Regions from separate parts of the Mus musculus genome. Here region 1 is linked to region 2. Evidence: chromatin contacts called from public Hi-C data. All regions are on one chromosome and are shown on one strand. Each heading gives the region's core, a stretch centred on a gene start, on an enhancer-like site or on the middle of the called end of the contact. The rest is flanking DNA. Distances are from core to core; before and after follow the strand shown.

Region 1 (3,990 bases), core at 1,216-3,715, 440 kb before region 2:
ATCCCTGGGGATGAGACCAGTGGGCGCACTGTATACTCACGGGCATATACAGACTCTTCTTTACTAAAACATAGAGTCCTAAGCATAAATCACCGAACACTTCTAACATAGCTGCTACACCGCATCTGATGGCCGATATTAGATGACACTAGAAGGATCATTTGCTCTGTTTCTGAAGTTAAATATCTGTTTTTCAAATAGCCCACTGTGGCTTCAAACCTTCAACTAATACCAAACTACTGCCTCAAAATACCAACCAACTTCCAACCGGTTGCACTTGTTTCTCCAAATGAATATTATTTCTTGATCTAACACCAGCCTGACAGTGTTCTCGAAGAGAGCACCCATTTTCCTAGCATGTCTGCTCCCTAGACGAGATTAGATGGGACAAAGACTGTCTAGTGTGGCTGGCCATGGGCGTGTCACATCCTATTATGAAAAGATGTTTGCATCATCTGTATTCTAGGTTGATGACAGCCTACCTTGTAAATCATGCGATTATACTTATAATTATGTTTGTTGGAGAAGTGGATCTGAGCTGAAGTGATTGGTGGCAAGGGAAATCCATTTACAGTTTTTATTAGCAGCAAAATCTAAAGCCTTAAAAATCACAATGGTGCCCAACTATATAGAACCAAGGTGATGTTTCTCATGTTATCACTATTTTAAGCCACTTGGCTGACTGTTTGGGGTTACCTATGTCTTAATGTGTTTAGGAATTGCTTTGCTTGTGTCTATAGTTTTGCATTCATCAAGATGCTTCTGACTCAAGACCCATGATTCCAAGCTGGTGTTTATAGATGTGTTTGTAGAATTTAAACTACCAGTTTAAATGAGATGATAAAATGAAGGACTTAGTTCAAACACTTTTGCTTTTTAAAACTATTTCCTTGGTAAAATAATGTGTAATAGTATATTTTAGTTAAATATTTTCAAACTCACTTTTATAGCCTTATATAAATCCTCTCTATGCCAGAGAAAATATTAGTGAGCCTTCATCTACCAACACTAACATGCATACCTCTATCCTGATGTGTGACTGGAATATGGTTAAAAACTAAATAAAGAAAAATGAAGGTACTAGTATTTAATAAAGAGAGTAGATTTAGCATCATAATAGGAAAAACTCACAAACTACTCCTTCTTGCATAACTAATATTTATAAGTCACTTGATGAGCCATTTTGAGATCGCTCTCTTCGTAGCCTGTGTAGTTAACAGCTGGGGTATCTAACAGTAGTGGCTCAGTCAAACTTCAGGGTCCAGATTTGGATGTTTGGATCAGTGGTTTATAGGCATAACTTACCTTCAGATACCAGAGAGTTTCTTAGTAGAAAAAACAAAAGCAGAGCAAAGAAGTCCTGATTCTAATTTTTCCTCCTGTATGTATATGTATATGTATATGTATATGTATATGTATATGTATATGATGTATATGTATATGTATATGTATATGATGTATATGTATATGTATATGTATATGTATATGATGTATATGTATATGTATATGTATATGATGTATATGTATATGATGTATATGTATATGTATATGTTGTATATGTATACACACACACACACTGGCAAGACTGCCCTACAAATTTTGGCTTCTTTTTAGCAAGGCTCGTTACAGTATCACAGCAAGAGGTTGCCTGGATTTTCTGTAGTGTGCTCCAGTGGCTTCAGAGACGTACCCATCAGCATATACTATGTTCTTAGAAGAAGACAATGCCACATGGATGGTGTGGTCCCTAATAGAAGTGACCGTCTACCAAGATTTTACATGCAAAAGTTAATGTAAAAACTCTCAAAAGATGCCACTTTTTATAGTATATCTGAGAGTTTGAAATAGCTTGCAATTCTGTATGAAATGGTGAGAGAAATACTCAGAATAATACTAGTTTGTCCTCATAAAAGTACTTGTGTTAGCTTGGATTTAATAATAAAATACCACAGCCTTAGTGGCTTCTAAAATACATTTTCCCTCCACAGCTCTAGGGATTGGACAGGTTTTGAGTCTGCTGAGACCCCATGTCCTGGTTCCTGGGTAGCACTTTCTTGCTGTGTCATTCTCAGAGGGTAGAAAGATGAAAGTTCACTCTTGTGCCTCTTTGCTAAGAGTATTAATTTCATTGATGAAAGCTCCTTCTCCATTCTCTAAGGGTCTCTGTAGTATCCTGGCTAAGTGTGTATCTTCAGTATCCTCCACAGCCCGGGGATTTGCTTATCCCCCAGCTAGTTGCTCTATTTAGGAGAATGTGAAACACCTGTAGGATGTGGATCCTGATTGGCAGAATTAACTCACTGGGGGTGGGCCTTGGAAGATGATAACCAACCTCTGGCTCTGATCCCACTCTCTCTCTGCTGCCTAGTCAACCATGATGTGGCTGAGTCGGTTTCACCAATCTCGATGCATAATGTTCTGCTCAAGCATCTGGGGCCAAGAAATGATGAACTTCTGAAACCATGACCGAAATTAGCCTTTCCTCTTCTGTCTCTGTCAGGTATGATTACCATAGCAAAGCACAGTTCCACTTCCTAGTATTGTCACCTTGAAAGTTAGAATGGCAACATATGAATGTTCCCCTTTTACGAAACACAGATTTGTTTCCCATGCAGTAGAATCTGAATATCCTTTCTCCTCCCTCAACCACTGCCAGCTTCTCCTCACTTCCTCTCCCGCCCACACCCTTTCCCTTTCTGTCTCTCATCAGAAAAGAATGGGTTTCTAAGAGGTAACAACAAAATAAAATATAAGAAGATAAAACAAAACCATCATATTGAAGTTGGACAAGCCAAGCCAACAGAAAAATAAGAGTCCCAAAGCAGGCCCAAGAATCAGAGACCCACTCGTTCACCCAGAAGCCCCACAAAAGTATTAAACTGAAAGCTTAGGATATATGACAATAGCTTCTTGTTTAAAATTTTATTTATTTACATCCCAAATGCTGCCCCTCTTCTTGTTCCTCCTCACAGAGACTCTCCCCCTTTCACCTCCCCTTCTCCCCTGAGAGGGTTCTCCCTGTCCCTGTATCTCCACCAACCCTGGAACATCAAGTCTCTGCCAGATTAGGCACATCCTCTCCCACTGAGGCCAGACAAGGCAGCCCTGTTGGTGAACCGATACCACAGTCAGGCTACAGCTTTAGGGAGAGCCTCTGCTCCAGTTGTGGGGCTCGCATGGAGACTGGGCTGAACGTCTGCTCTGTACATGCTGGGTCCTTGTTTCAGCCTATGAGTGTTCTTTGATTGGTGACTCAGTCTCTGAGAGCTCCCAGGGGTCTAGGTTAGTCGTCTCTGTGGGTCTTCCTATGGGGTTCCTGTCCCCTTCAGGGACTTCAATCCTTTTCGCAAAAGCGTCCCCGACCTCCATCCAATGTTTGCCAGAGCGTGGCTGTGAAGCTTGGTCAATCTGCATTTAAACTGGAGCCCAGATCAGTGCCCTGGAAGCTGAACTCAGGGAGTCTAGGCTTACTCTTTGGTGAAGCACAGAAATGTAAGCCAAGTTCAGGGAGTTATTTCAAAGGTCAACGGAGAATGGAAGTAATACTTAAGATCCAAAATAGGAATCCTTACATGTCAGGCACAGATGAGAGCTTTACCAGATAACACACCCACAGATGAGTGTCCATGAAAAAGCTGTCACATGAAGTCAGACAAAAGAATGTGCATCCACTCCTGTCACTGCAAGTTCTTCTGAGATCATATGGTTTCATATTTTCTTTTCTTTTTTTTCAATTTTTATACTGTATTTTTATTTTTTCTTATTTAAATACATTTTATACATCAAACATATTAATAATATTGATTATTTTGAGAATAAAATAATTCATAAAAATTGCTCAACTTTTATACTCATATCCCTTCAAACCCTAAAAATACTATTAATGAATACTTAATACTATCCATGACTGAGGATCCTATATCTAATGTTGAATACCAAATTGTTTCAAAACATATAAAATATCCTTTGGGGGCTAAGCATATAAAAGAG
Region 2 (3,970 bases), core at 156-2,655:
GAAGAGGTGGAAGAGAGCAAACACCTACATTATTTCACACAGGATTAAAAAATTAAAAAAAATTTCTAGAACATTTATCGCTCTTCTTAGCTAGTCCCCTCTCAGTATAGACATGGAAATATGTATTTTAATGTCTTTCTTTACTGACAATATTGAACTGGCTATCAATTGAAAGGTGTTAACTTTTATTTCATTTCAATTTTTATTTTTATTTTTTGGTTCTGTTTTTTAAGAGCGTCTGCCTTTGTAATCTTAAGAAGGGCATCTTCCTTCTTTGCTCAATGTGGGAGAATTCATCACAGAAATGCTATGGAGCCTCCCTGCCAAGGAGTTCGTAGGAGTTCCTAAGTGTTTTCTGAGAACAGGAGGCTGTTCGGCTTAGATGTGGCCAGGAAAGCGGTCACTTTGGTGACCAGTTCCAAAGTCACTGGGGAGATATCAGGTCTCAGAGGACACAATGAGGACTTCTGCAGCTGGCATGTTGTCCCACAGCAAAATGTGGTGTGCGTTCTTCCTCTTACCTTATGGGGCCCTCTGCACATCCTGTTAGAAATGAACAGAAGGTTTCCTACAGTGAGGCTTTCTGTAGGACAGGGCTTCAGGAAGGACACTGAAACGGATCACTGGGAGTAAGGAGTTTAATGGAAGTCATTAATGCCAAAGACACAAACAAGCCAGGTGCTCCAAGAGGAGTTCAGGTCCAGCACTAGAGCTGTCAGTGTCTCTGAAGACAGAAATCCGAGCACATTCGGCAGAACTGAAGTTCACAACAACAGCCTGTAGCCAGACCCTCTGATCCCTAGGCAGGAGGCAAGGAAAGGAGTGGGGAGCACGGTATGGTACCTCGATCCCTTTATTGTTAACTCGTTTCTCAGGACAGACATTCCAGAACCAGGAAGCTAGAGATTTACAAATACCCCTCTCAGTTTGGTACCTGCTGCAGTCAGCTTGGCCTAAGCAGAGGCTGGATTCTAACATTACATTTTTAAGACATTTTTGGTCTCATCAGAGGATCTCTCTCTTTTTCTCTCTCTCTATTTCCCTCTCTCCTCTCCCCTCCCCCTCCCTGTCACAATTATCTGTGACAGCTAACCCGAATAACCCCCATAGCATAACCCTGAGTTTCCAGCTTTCTTCATTATTTTAGAATCCTTTCAGCTGCCTGTTAAGTTTTAGACCTCACTAACTTTGTTATAGATACTCTCTCTCTCTAGCTGTGGCAACACTTGGCTAAGTTGTTTTGCTGGAATTTGGAGTTAGTTTTGTCTGGTTCAAGTTAGTCCACTCTTCAGTGCCCTCACTTGGGAGACTTGTGGGCTGAAAACTACCCTCAGATCATGTGAACTCTGCCTTTATCTATGTCCTGTGAGAGACACTAAACTTGCACATCTGTGCAGACTGCTCCCCAGTTACTTCTCATTTCCCTGCCCCCCCCACCCCGATTCATCTTTCTGCACACCTTTCAGACCACCCTGTCAAGTTGTCCTACAACCATCCCTAAATCCTGCAGTTGGTTACCTGGATTTGAGGTTTAAAAATCAGCACCTCTCAAATACTGTCTCCTGAGAAAAACATACTGTTCCCACAGTTGGTTTACCATGAGGCGAGGAGAGAAGGCATCATCTATCAACACTTGCAAGATTTGATATCTGCTCAACTAGGCAATTGATGCGAATGTGGTCTGAGCCACAGGCCATGTCTCAGGAAGATAAGATTGTCTTGATTCTATAGACACCAAGGGCAAAGTTCAAGAGAGGGAGCCCTGTGTAACTCAGATCCTGAAAAAAGGCCACCACTGACTCTTCTTCTTGTGATGGTTTGGTGAGAATGGTGTTATGGGCTCAAATGTTTAAATGTTTTGTCTGTAGTTGATGAAACAGTTTAAGAAGGATTAGGAGGCATGCCCACCTACCTACCATCATGCGTCCTACTGTGATGGTCATAAACTACTAGGAGTCTGCTAATGAGACAGCATTAAACCTACCCTAAAGACTTCTTATTATAATTATCTGTATACATTAGTGCATCTCTCAACCCTCAACAGAGAAGCTTTGTTTTGTAGTAGATGGTGATTAACATAGAGACCCACAGGCAGAGAGGTGGCTCAGTGGTTAAGAGCGATGTTCTTCAAGAGGTCCTGAGTTCAATTCCCAGCAACCACACATGGTGGTTCACAATGATCTGTAATGAGAGCTGATGCCCTCTTCTGGTGTTTGAAGACAGTGACAGTGTACTCATATAGATGAAATAGATAAATCTTTAAAAATAAACATAGAGACCCACAACTCCTCATGAAGCCACAGAGCACTCACCCCACATGTATTAGCCCATCCTTTTCTCGAGGCTCATGAATCACCTCAGGAGATGGGGTAGAAGACTATAAGAGCCAGTGGTGGTGACCTACAGTTTTGTTTTGTTTTTTTTTGTTTTGTTTTGTTTTGTTTTGTTTTGTTTTAACACAACAGGGAAGTTGCACATATGAACTCACAGCAGTTACAAAAGACAAAGTTCCAACATGGAGTGGAGAGGGAGGCACAACATCTCATCCCTAGAGCTAAGGAGCTATTGATAATTGACAGCTTCTGCAAAAGGGAGCATAAGTTTTCTCTAACGGTGTGGCCTCCACTAGGTCTTGCATCACTGGATGGCCATACTCTTAAGAGTATATAGTCAACACCAGTGGACTGGATACATTTAAGAAAAATGACAAAAAGTTGAGTCACTGTGAACTGCAGAGTGAACCTGGAAGGGACTGTGGAGGTTGATGAATAGAATCAAACTATAATGTGTGAAATCATCAAAGAAATAATAAAAATATTTTTAAAATTATAAGGTACATATATTTAGTTTTGTCATTAAAGTTAAAATATGAAAGTATACTGAAATAGATAAAAGTACACTAATGAGGTAAATATTGTGATTGTTTGAAAGAGAATTCCCCTCATTGGCTCATATGTTTGAATGCTTATTCCCCGGTTTGAGGAACTGTTTGGGAAGGATTAGGAGGTGTGCTCTTGTTTGAGGAGATGCATTACTGGGAAGGTCTTTGAGGTTTCAAAAGTCCATACCATTTTCAGCTAGCTCTCTCTATTTCATGGTTGTATCTCAAGGTGTGAGCTCTCAGTTACTATTTGGGCACCATGCCTGCCTGCCTGCTGCCATGCTCACTGCCATGATAGTCATGGACTCACCTGTTATGTGTAATTTTAAAACCACACTTCTGCCTTTCCTGGGAGCTTGGCCTTCACTCTGACCCGTTCCAGCTCCCTTTGTTCCAATGCAATCACAATCATCCCCCAACCCGGAAAAGGCAGGAGCTGTTGTCCATGTCCCACAGGCTTCCTTTGGCTTCTCTTTTGCACCAGGTGGCTATCTTTGCCAAACCACCAGCTACTGCCTTTTCCGGGGAGCTATGTTACCAGCCCCACCAGAGACCTTTGAATCTGAGGATAAAACACACATACTTAGCCTTATTGTTTTAGAATTTGTCTACTAGCACAATTGCTGGGCCCTGAATCTCCTGACCTAATCTTATCAGTTATCAGCTGGCTCCTGCCAACCCCCTCAGACCCCACCCACGTTGGAGGCTTAAGGCCCTAGGTGCCCCTGAGGCCTAACATGACTGCTGCTTTCTTTTCCTTTCAGTGCATGGCTTCAAAAGCCCTCTCTTTTACCTTGGGTCCCCCCCGCCCCCACCTTTTTTTTTTAACTCTTGGGACCTGGAAGGCATATCTTTACCCTTTGTCCAGCAATTGGCTTCTACCTTCATTATTAATCAAATCAAGAACCAATTAAGGATTCAGATTTTACTATCAGCTCCTCCCCCTATACTCACCCTCTGAACTGTAAGTCCCAACAAACTCTTTTTTTTTCTATAAGTTAGAATAAAGTCTTATCACAGCAATAGAAAAGCAGCTAAGACAGATATGCTTGTTCATTTTCATATGAAGTATTAAATCTGAGGTGAATG

What was found. A called contact is a pair of places that touch in the nucleus more often than the background predicts.
Region 1: a contact with region 2 is called in a Hi-C map of the 63-12 cell line, with 5 times the contacts expected there. The contact joins two enhancer-like sites. A contact is called at or near these places in 4 of 39 promoter capture datasets (the 3T3-L1 cell line, embryonic stem cells, hippocampal neurons and 1 more), 58 of 484 Hi-C or Micro-C datasets (the 63-12 cell line, the AML12 cell line, B cells and 35 more) and 2 of 115 datasets of contacts at active chromatin or transcription factors (the HPC-7 cell line and bone marrow-derived dendritic cells).

What each region holds. Positions count from the first base shown.
Region 1 is chr10:19,667,661-19,671,650 of GRCm38.p6, reverse strand. Gm33332 (a long non-coding RNA gene) reads left to right here. Exons shown (of 4, transcript XR_380146.2): 2 at 2,369-2,500. Among named protein-coding and RNA genes, the nearest start is that of Il20ra, 43 kb to the left of the region's middle. Within about 2 kb of position 2,465, at least 16 of the 459 cell types and tissues checked have an H3K27ac peak or open chromatin away from gene starts, as enhancers often do. A contact at or near this core is called in the 63-12 cell line, where this site is marked.
Region 2 is chr10:19,229,471-19,233,440 of GRCm38.p6, reverse strand. No RefSeq gene overlaps it. Among named protein-coding and RNA genes, the nearest start is that of Gm40607, 12 kb to the left of the region's middle. Within about 2 kb of position 1,405, at least 8 of the 459 cell types and tissues checked have an H3K27ac peak or open chromatin away from gene starts, as enhancers often do. A contact at or near this core is called in the 63-12 cell line, where this site is marked.